Regions from separate parts of the Zea mays genome. Here region 1 is linked to region 2. Evidence: chromatin contacts called from public Hi-C data. All regions are on one chromosome and are shown on one strand. The core of a region is the stretch at or near the end of the contact, and the rest is flanking DNA. Distances in the headings are between cores, read along the strand shown. Region 1 holds the start of LOC103647875 (thymidylate kinase). Region 2 holds the start of LOC100283332 (40S ribosomal protein S9).

What was found. A called contact is a pair of places that touch in the nucleus more often than the background predicts.
Region 1: a contact with region 2 is called in a Hi-C map of bundle sheath, with 2.9 times the contacts expected there. The contact joins the promoter of LOC103647875 here to the promoter of LOC100283332 in region 2. A contact is called at or near these places in 9 of 25 Hi-C or Micro-C datasets (bundle sheath, ear, leaf and 3 more) and 1 of 3 datasets of contacts at active chromatin or transcription factors (leaf).

What each region holds. Positions count from the first base shown.
Region 1 is chr2:219,575,410-219,580,784 of Zm-B73-REFERENCE-NAM-5.0, forward strand. It overlaps LOC103647875 (thymidylate kinase), which reads right to left and starts at 2,517. Exons shown (of 6, transcript XM_008672373.3): 1 at 2,170-2,517; 2 at 1,726-2,058; 3 at 1,488-1,599; 4 at 1,328-1,387; 5 at 805-909; 6 at 1-404. The coding sequence starts at 2,216. The coding sequence ends at 294. It overlaps LOC100282641 (xylulose kinase), which reads left to right and starts at 5,094. Exons shown (of 11, transcript NM_001369014.1): 1 at 5,094-5,375.
Region 2 is chr2:219,435,999-219,441,657 of Zm-B73-REFERENCE-NAM-5.0, forward strand. It overlaps LOC100283332 (40S ribosomal protein S9), which reads right to left and starts at 2,767. Exons shown (of 3, transcript NM_001156233.2): 1 at 2,641-2,767; 2 at 1,646-2,027; 3 at 1-373. The coding sequence starts at 2,668. The coding sequence ends at 202. LOC111591046 (small nucleolar RNA Z162) reads right to left here and starts at 897; the gene lies at 810-897. It overlaps LOC111591045 (small nucleolar RNA Z161/Z228), which reads right to left and starts at 1,371; the gene lies at 1,281-1,371.

The sequences.
Region 1 (5,375 bases), core at 1,267-3,766, 140 kb after region 2:
AGACCGACTAATTGTTAGCTATACCTCTCAAATAGTCATTAGTTGTAGCTGTCTCAACCCAGCTAAAACCAGCTAACAACTTATTAGTTGGCTAACAATTAGCTCTAGAGGTTTTAAACAGGGCCTAACTTTAGGAAAGAAAAAACACACTTTGAGATTATAAATATATTGCACAAGGGATACTGATAGAGCAAATGGAAAGGCCAATGCTTCCGGATGCCTAATTCTATCCCGGCCATGGTTGATCACACAAGACGATGTGTGGCCGCCATTACTTTGTGCATAATGGCACTTCACCAGGCCAGATTGGTAAGTGGGTTCCCTTGGCAGTCCTGAATACAGCTCGTAGCTAAATCTCTCAGTTTTTCTTCAACAGTCTCCATGGGAAGGAAACCATCAACCACCTTCAACAGAAAAGAAAATGAGTTGTCATTCAGATTCAGTAACAAAAGAAGCATATTTGTGGTCTAGAGCACTATCAAAGACTAAAAATAAAAAAATCACAAGCACTAAACAAACTACAGATTTCTTCTCTGTTAGAGATGTCTAGTTTGCACAAAATAAAAAATCAAGTGGCACACACACTATGGATTTCTTCTCTGTTCGGTGCTTCTATTTTGCTCACAGAAACATTAGCTCTGACATTCCACTAATATCATGGCAAACTGAACAAAATAGGTATTGAATCTGTTTCACTTGCAATTCCAGACCCTTGATTGGCACATATCAAGACCTGAGTCGTTGGCATGAGGCCAAGCAAATACAAGGACCTCATCTTGGTGATTCTTGCAGAAACTGAGTTACCTTCCATGTCGAATCACGGAGTGAATGGTAATGCTCTGCAACTTTCTTTTGGAACTCTATCTTTTCATATCGCTCACCCCCATAGCCTCCTCTTTCAGCCGCTTTCTGTAACATTAGATTAGCATTGACAATCATGAAGCCCGAGGATAATCCATATATGTATATACTATTGAAGTGAGCGTAGCATATATTACATGGTACTGTCGAGTAACAACTTTAACATCACAGACAACATTTAGCATTATAGAAGTGTGGCCAAAGAAATTTGCTGAACAAAATGTGTTCTTCCCCATACTTTCTGGCTTACAATAAATATAAATACTTTAGAATCATACAGTGGATTGTTTTCAGTGTTCCAAAAGAGAAATAAATAGCGGACTATTGATTGGGTTAAGGGCAAACAGTGGCCATCATCTGTGTATAAGTCTAAGCAATGGAGCAGAAGTCAAATTCATGAAAAACATCAAAAAGAAACTAAAACACTGTCATGTTGGAATAGGCTAAGTGAGTATAAATAGAGTACCTCTGGCTGTACATCAAGATATATTACAAGGTCTGGAGCAATAAGTCCATTTTCTGGAGCCTATAAAAGAGGATAAATAGGCATCACTTAGCTTGCAGCTATATATTGACATGAATGGAAGAGAGCAAGTCATTATTCATCCGTATGGCACGCAGCTCACCTTGCACCACTCAATGTCAAGGCCCTTAGCAGCTGAAAAGGCCACTCCCGAATAGGAGTAGCGGTCTACAATGAGAGTAGTTCCACTAAGTAGCTTGCTCTCCATCAAAGCTCTGGCAGTGACAAGCCAAACCAACAGATTCATAGTTACAGCCGTTTCGAACCTTGGTATACGGCGTGCTAAGAAACCCTCGGATCGACGAAATGGTTAAGCTGCGTGGCGAGAAGAGCACACCTACCTTTTCTCCCAGCGGTTGGCGCTGAAGAGCAGATGAATCGTCCTGTCATCAAGCTGCGAATCGTTCGCGAGGTAGGAAGAGATCATCTGCCCCACACTGGTGGCCCTATCGGGGAACCTCCATCCTTCGGCATTGTAGCCTTTGCCTTTGAGGAAGGACAGCAGCCGGGCACACTGCGAAGTTTTCCCGCTCCGGTCCAGGCCTTCCAGGACCACCAGAGCGCCACGGCCGCCCTTGCTTCCCCCCGTCTCCATTCTCACGCCCTGGAACGCCCTCCGGCGCTGCACGGACAAGCCGACAGGAGGGGGTGCCGCCGCCGCCGCTATGCCGACCCTGCAGCAGATATTGCAAGCACCGTCACCCCCCCAATGATTCGATTATTACGAGCACGTATTCTGGCTGGGAAAGGCATCTGGAGGGACCGGGGAGGCGGGGACGACTCACCTGCTCCGCGAAGCTGCTCTTCCGGCGAGCCGAACCAATGCAATCATGCACGGCTGGTTACACCGGTTTGATCAGGCTGAAAACCTGAGAGCTGAGACGAGGATACGCGGGAGGGCGAGCAGTAGCGGCGAGGAGTGAAGAGGTCGAGATCTCAGGCGGGGCGGGAGACCTGGATCGCGGCGGCAGCGGCGGCGGCGGTAGTTTCGGGAGGGGAGTGGGGTTCCTAGTTTTCAGAGAGAGTGAGTCGGGTCAGTAAAAGCGCATGATCTAGACCATCCATAGGGCATCGCATGTCCGTAAAATAGAACAGCTCAGCTCATCCTACCATTTCTCCTCTCTCTTTTTTAGAACTTCTGACTATCCACAGACCAAAGCAGCGACTACCATAGGGTTGAACACGGGCGTCCCACGTACACATGTATTGAGGTGTTTAATTTACATTCTTAATCCATACATATAAATTGGAGTCAAACTCTAAAATGCACAACTAAATATGTAGGATAGCTTTAATCTCCTTCATTCCCCTTCGATCCCCTTCTAACCGAACATGTACTTAGAATTAGTTCCTCATCATTGTCTCCATGATAAAAAAATATCCCGCAAAAATCTCTACGGACGCTGGTGTGAGATATTTCTTCGTCATCTTCCCATTAAATTATAATTAAAACATACTTCATTTGTTATTAATGTAATACATTATCAGATGTTAGAAAAAATCGTTATATGTATATCAAAATAAACATACAATGAGTAATCTACAAGTTATTTATTTATTTTTATCATTAGTTATCATTAAAAAATATTGTTACATACAAATTTAACGGATCCCGCGGGTATGGTAGTCCGGAGGATTTTAAGTTCTGTTTGGTTCGACTGTTCTTACTCACTTGTTTTTTACTTCTACGGGGATACCAAAAGCGCAACATCAATAAAAAAGTTTACCAATTTATTCTTTAATTAACTCTTTTTAGAGAGATTAAATAAAAGGAGAACGTGTAAGGAATAAATAAAAGATGAACAAAAAATAACATGAATAAAGCATGAAGACGAAATGGGTTACTCATCTTGTTTGCACATTACTTTACTTCATTTCTTTTTCACATAATAAATAATTACAGATATACTTTCGTCTTTGTGAGCAACAATACGAAGGTAAGAAGGAAAAGACAGCTTCGTAGACGGAGTGATTCAATTCTCTCGAGCTAAGAAAATGTATATGTGTATAGTATTGTGTCTCTATTTATAGACGTAGGGTACAACTTCGTCAAAATTACAAGCATAGCTACAAAGTTGAACAGGGGCATTCTCATTTCACCCTGTTTTGGCTAGCTTATTTATCACGTGTGCATGTCGGCGAACCGAAGCTTGTAGCTTCGTCTCCACAACCATGTCAGTTGCATGTCATCTCATCCGAAGGTGTCCTTCAGCATTTGTTCTGTTATACCTAAAACAGACTCATGAGTTGATGTTTTGAGGACCTTTGGTCAAGAAGGGGCCCCGATAGTAGCCCCTTACGAAATTAGTTCATTTTTCATAACAAGTCTCATGTCGAAGGTTCAAAAAACATCTTCCTCGAGAATGATATTAAAAATACAATAAAATAAGTTACAACAGTCCATTAGGCATCGGGCAAGAGCGACGCGTCTCCTTGTCTCCCAAGCTCGCCAACTTATATTTAGGTGTTACAGAACCCAAAATACCCCAAAATCTGAATTTTGTTTGGGAATTTCAGGTGGTCACTCGTAAAGCCCAAACTTATTTTGGATAATTCGTGTACACCCTCCAGTACCCATAAATCCTAGATTACCCAAATTTTCATAAGTTATATACTCGTGTCATTGTTAATTATCAATTTATATATCTATAATTGCATGTGTTTTTATGAAGTTGACATAACAATTCGATAGTTCAGGAATACTCGAACTCGAATTTCCATGTAATCTAAAATCCACTGCAATTTTAAGTAACAATTCTTATAGCACGAAATTTGAATTACTCAGCCCAAATTTTTCGGGTAATCCGAATGCCTATCCCTAAATGCACACACTATGGATATACTTCGCGATGAGTTAGATAGATACGTCTATTTCTGTGTACTGGAACTAGGCATAAAATGTTTTTATTTTTAAAGTTGAATATTCATTATATATGTTATAACAATCAATTAAACTATAATATATTTGACACACATCTCTTATATGGTGCATTACATTTTTTATACTTAAATAAAAGTTCGTAAATACAATATCATGGTAAGGGTTACGGAAATATTTTTCAACAAAATCTCATTTTCTTGGAGTTAGAGTTGGAGTTGGGTAAGCCAAACACATCAAAATATTGTCAACTGTGGAGTAGAGATACTCCTGACAAAGTCAGTCGAACAGAGCTAGAAAACATGGAGTGGAGTCGCAAACACCATCTAAAAGATTAGAATTTTGTTCTAGACAACTGAGTAAATAATCTATATCTAGTAAGGGATGTTTAGATACACCAACTAAAATTTTATCGGCGACACCGGATGTTTGAATGCTAGTTAGAAGTATTAAATATACTGTAACTATAAACTAGTGCTGTGATATAGTAAACATTTTCTAATTATAGACTAATTATGTTTAATAAACTTTCTTCTATGATTAATTTTATAATTAAATTATATATAAACGCTGGATGTGATATATACTAAACCTTTGTTTGGGGGAATTAAACACCCTTGGATCATTTTCTCGTAGGCAGAGACTAGAGAGAGCATTACCCATGGGCACTTGGCCCAGGAAGAGAAGAAGCTAAAAAATCCAGAGGAACTGTCTGACAGCTTCTGCCATTTCCTGGGAGGCTGGTACCATTTCTCTCCGGATTCTCAGCTTTAATCACGGTGCGGCGTCAGCTCCTCACAGATAGGACCGGCGGGCGGCTGCCGGCTTTGTGGCGTTAAGCAGTGGCCGGACTGCCGGAGGAGGGCAGAGGTGGTCAGGTGGAGTTCGCCAGTTCGGAGTCGCCGATTGAGTCGGGAGCCAGAGAGGCCGAGAACGGATGCTTCCTGTTGCTTGCTGCGCACCTCGTGGGCTGGAAGTTGGGCGTCAGCTAATTTTCCGCTCCGCACCGACTGCAGCCCCGGGCACCGTATCCGCTCTTTAGCAATCATAACAAACATACCCGAAGGAAGCCAACAGATTTCAGTATTTCACGGTCACCATCACCACTCACCA
Region 2 (5,659 bases), core at 1,517-4,016:
AACCAGAATACAATTCATCCTGTCTAGACACGATGCCAATGTTTAAATTTAAACAGGAGTGTCAGTAGTGGGGGTGCAAAATTGTCTACCACAGTAGAATTTCTGAATTCATTACAATGAACAAACACACTCAGGCACAACAACTAAAGTGTCCACCTCACATTTCAACCAATTGCGGTCGCAGAATCCCTACGTGGCCCTCTACTCCTCGTCCTCCTCAGCGTCGCCGCCCCCTGAGGCCTTCTTCTGGTTCTTCCGCTTCACCCTTCCGGCAGGACCACCACCCAGAGGGCTGGTGAGGGAGAAGTCGATGTGCTTCTCTGATTCGACCCTGACCATGAACGAGGGGATGTTGACGAGCTGCCTTCCCACCCTGTGAAAACACAATGTTAGATCAAGGGGACAAAAGGCTAGTAAATCCAAATTTCTAAACTGGACTTGTCTGTCAATCTACCCAAACTACGGAAATGATTCAAATATAAGCATCACAATGATAACAGTTCATGAATAATTTGATCTCTTTCATATGCGCCACAACTTGATCACAAGACTAATTCAATGAGACATGAGATTCTACTAAAGCAGATACATGCAGGACACTCCATTTTTACGAGAACACAAGCAAGGAGCTATGAATTGTCCACACTAACAACATGGGGGCAGAGTTATGATTGAGTCTGCCAGGTTTGAGAATGGCCAGAACAAGGCATCCCATATTAATTAGAAACCAAATAATCTGGAGGAAATATGACAACATAATCACACTGTAAGGGAAAAAAGAAAATAATCATGTTATTTGAACATCCAATAGGGCACTCAGAATGAAAAGGACATAAAAATCATTGGCATTCTGGCCTCGGAGATACATTAGCAAAATTCACTCCTCATTGTGCCCAACAAAACACAGAAATATATGGATATATATATTCAAAGCAGCATGGTAGGCTGCGCAGGTATGAAGCAATGTGCATCCAAATAACAAATTTCCAAAAGTAGGGCTAATGGACTTGTGATCCAGATGATTGAACGGAATTAATCAAATGGGTTAACCTGAAGAAAAAAACTATAATAACAAATAAATATGAATGGAAGATAAAAGCTGTTAAAACAATATACTGAATCACATTCCAAATGTGCAGTGTTGTCAGCAGGACTCTCATTTTTACACTGGAGAAGACAGAGCAGGGGCCACACTACAGTAAACAGAAACGATAGGGAGCAGACAAGGGTCACACAAAACAATTTATTACGTAACAGAAATAAGAATCAAATGTAACCAAGGGCATCAGAGAAACATGACTGCAACATTACACACAAAGTGTCTCAGACGACCGTCGTGAGAATTGCACATGGTTTTTCATCATATGGCCCATCCAAGGTCAAATGTGTCTTTACAACCAACATACAACCAGCAGCAGCAAAACATAAGGAAAATTGAGCACAAACTATAACAGTAATCGAAAATTCATAACTAACATAGGAAATGCTCAAAGAATGCCAGAACTTGAAGGAACATAAGACATATACACAAAGAAAACATAGAAACTGCTCTGATCCGCAATTACAAACTTTTACTCTTTGTGAAAATTTTAAGATACAACTAACATTGATGCACAATCGAGGAATCAGCAGCATATAAACAAACCTGATGTGGCGCTGCCTGATCAGGACACGAGCATGGTGGATGGACTTGGCCATGCCATTCTTGAAGACGATGGTCTGGAGGCGGCGCTGGAGGAAGTTCTCAACAGTGAGGGCAAGCACGTAATCAAGCTTGTTCTGTCCCTCGCCAAGAAGACCATATCTGTTCATGCGACGGAGGAGCGCCTCGCCCTCAAAGATACGGCGTGGGTTCTTCTCATCCAGGGTGAGCAACTCCCTGGCTGCATTCCTGATACGGCTCAGGGCATACTGCACGCGCCACAGCTCACGCTTGCACCGCAGGCCATACTCACCAACCAGCTTCAGCTCAGCATCTAGGCGCTCCTTCTCATACGGCCGCCTTGGCTTCTTGAAAGTCTTCCCATCTGCAACGTGCAACAGCACCATAAGCTACTGATAGTGCTACAAAAATTAGCATTGGAAAATAACTGAGTGGTATCTGTAGCAACTAACCTGTCACTATCAGTGCATGAAAGACATGTGCTCTACTTTATAGTATTGAAAACAGATCTAATGCCTCTACTAAATGGTGCAAATAATCAGCGTCAGTTTGAGCAGTAACAAAAAAAATGCGACAGCTGCCTAAGGACATTGTCTGATAGTATTTGCTTTTAAAGAGTGCAAAACTAGCACAAAGCTTGGTATTTTGAATTCTGATCCAGCACCGTTTCACCCCGGCATACAGATTTCAAACAACGTGCGTACCCGCGCGATCAGTTCACCTAAGGGCAATGCACCATGCTTTGGACTTGACGGATCAAAGCAAAACCGAAAGGCGTTGTTCAACCATCCGAATTGCTACTATTAATCAAGCGTGTCCGAAAGGAACACCCATCGCTACATACACTGCGCATGGTAAGTGTTTCCCCCCGACACTACTAGAAGAAGCTAGAGGCCCCGCGACGCAATCACAGCACAAGCTGGATGGTTAGTCTCGAGGGAACACGCGTGCAATGCAGTGGAGGAGGGGGATCTTACAGTTGCGGTAGAAGTTAACATGCACCATGGCTGCCGCGGCAGGGTGGCGCGGTTGGCCGTCGAGTTGCCGCCGCCGGAGGAAGTGCGACTGAGCGAGGCGGGGGTGGAAGACGAGATTTTATAAGGGATGTAAACCCTAGGTTTCAACTAGTGGGCTGGGTTTCAATAAATTATTCACTCATATAAGTGACATCGGCTCAGTTGTGACGGGCACCCCGAACGCGGCCCACAGCCCACGTTCTGTGTTCGCATGGCCTTCCCTCTGGGTCTGGGGAGACGCCTGCAGAAACAGAAACAGTCGGCGCCTCCTCGACGAACTCATGCAACCGAGCCGGCGAGCCTGCCACCGCGGCGCGGAAGCCGCTGACGGCGCTGCTCAAGTCGGCGACGCGGACGGCGGACGGGGCACCTGACCCAGCTCCACGCCCTGATGCTGAAATGCTCCCACTTCCCGCACCACGCGTTCCCCACCGCCAGGCTCCTCGCCATTGGCCACTGCCATGTGCCATCCTTCAGACGCCAAACATTTTACTGTCTACACATACGCATCAGAAGGCCGGTGGGATGAGATAGCTCAGGTGAGGGATTCAGAATCAGAAGCGCAGAAAATATCCGTGGAGAAGAATGAAGCAGGCTGTGCCTCCATTATTGTGTCTTGCTGATGTATCCAAACTTGCTGGATTTAAGCAGCTACACGAACCTTACTCAAGGTGGGATTCCCATTGACAAAATTGCAATTGCACAGTGGTACCTCAGCCGGACTAGTTTTTGCTCGGACTTATCCAAACTTGTACAGAACTAGTATATAGATACAAAAGAAGAGTGGTTAACTTGTTTTCTAGAACCAGATACTCTTTGATCTTCTCCTTGACAAGTACTGCAGATAAACCACGAAGTGGACTAACAAAGATAGATTGCTCCCATCGAGGTATCTAGTTGAGGTTAAGTTCAGCTAATACAGAGTGGAACGATATTTACATGTGCGGGCACACAGCCGCATAGGCTTGTAAGGTTTCTTTAGCACATCAGCTATAATGGAAACATCAAACTTGAAAACAACGAAAACTTCTTAAACTGTGAGCCACATCTTTCGTTTTTTACTTGAGCTGTTAACGGTTCCCTACCCGTAGTACTAGTGCCACCGCTGCTGCATTGCTCATCTTCCATTCTTGGAAGGACTGGGTATACATGTACAGGCAAAGTGGTCACTGCTGGTGGGTACCTTGCCAGCGGCCGCATCACATGATTAAAGATCCCGTGGTTTTGTGATGGCTGAGTACCTTCAGTAGGCGCATCCTGATTAGGGAATAGCTGCAGCTCCCGCCGTGGGGCAGAGGAAGTGCCATCGTCGCGATGACTTTGTGGGTGTGGTGAATGATGCAACGCAAATACTGTGGTCGCAGGATGGAGTGCTGTAAGATTTGATCTAGAGATAGGGTTGCTGCCTTCTAGCCGCGTCCTCAGCTCGTTTTGAAGCTCTGATATTTCACCACGGATCACATTGGTTCCATCGAGCAGTTCATTTCTCTCCAAGGCAATCTGTTTTGTACAATGAAGGGAGCACATATTGCATCAGTGGCTAGGATATAGCAAATCTTTTATTTGCTAGTATTTTCTCAACTGATGTTACACATAATAGACAATGCAATTTTAAACTGTTAAAATAAGGCCCATAGGTGAGCAAATATTGAATACAAAAAGTTACTTAAATTAAAAATTCCCCAAATCATGATATTGGCTAGATTTCAGGAATGAGAGGAGTCCAGTACATAATCTAATCTAAGTTATTAAAACCACAACGCCTTCGGGCTCACGCCCGCGTTTCCCGGCCTCGTGCTGTCTCCGCGTCTTGACACGTGACACTGCTTGACCCACCCGGGTCGCTGCACAGGTGTAATGGGCATCTGCGTCCGCTCGATCCAAGTTCGCCAACTCCGTCGTGGGGCTCCGCTCAATCCAAGTTCCCCAACTCCGGCGAGCCCCAACGGCGTTTCCTCTCCGATTTTAGGTGCGCAGAACCTCCTTCCTCCTCTCGCTCCGCCGCCGCCTTGCCCTAGATCCGCCGTCGCGTCGGCGTCGAGGGTGCGCAGAACTTCCTTCCTCCTCTCGCTTCGCCGCCGCCTTCCCCTAGATCCGCTGTCGCGTCTGCGTCGAGCTGCGCCGTTGGGGACGCCATACACCGGCGCCCTCTGTTACGGCCGCGCGGTGCGCCAGCTGCGGCTCGCGCGTGCCCAGACGGGCCGCGGGGGTGCAGGCAGACGCGAGCGCCTCTCCGACGAGCAGTGCGCGGGGATCAACCACTTCGTGGCGCTGTACGCCGTGCCGGTGCTCATCTTCCACATGGTGTCCACCAACGACCCGTACCACATGAACGAGCGCCTCATCGCCGCCGACACGCTGCAGAAGGCCGTCATGCTGCTGGCGCTCACGGCCTGGGCGTTCTGGTCCCACCTCAGCAGGCGCCGCGACGGAGGCCGAGGGAAGCGGCAGGTCGTTCAGGGAGCGGAGTCGCCGATCAAGTGGGTGGTGACCAACTTCTCGGTGGCGTCGCTGCCCAGGGTGCCAGGCGGGCCCCGCATCGGCCACTGCTCCACCGCAGATGCGACCGCCTCCGGATGCCGGGCGGGCCTCGCATCGCCCGCTGCTACACGGTGTACGACGCTGGAGTTCGCCTACCTCCCATCCGCGGTCGTCAGCGCCTCATCGTCGGATGACGCTGCTTATGTGGTCCGTGACGCCGTGCGGGTCCACGTGCAGCCTGTAATAAGGAAAGAGCGGGTGGGCGCGTAGCAGTCGTCCCTCGCTCCCATGCCTCACCAGTGACGGGCATGGCTGAAGACAGCACTGCGCACTGTGCTGCACGACGATGAGTACTTTCCTCCCCTTTAATATTTTCTTCCCTCTCTCCTCAATCCAAGTTCGCCTTATTAGGTCCTGTAATCGATAGCTTCTCTAGCCCGTCTTTGTAGTTGTTCCCCAGTTTCGTTTCGGCACCCACCGTCGTCATGGCAGCGTGTGG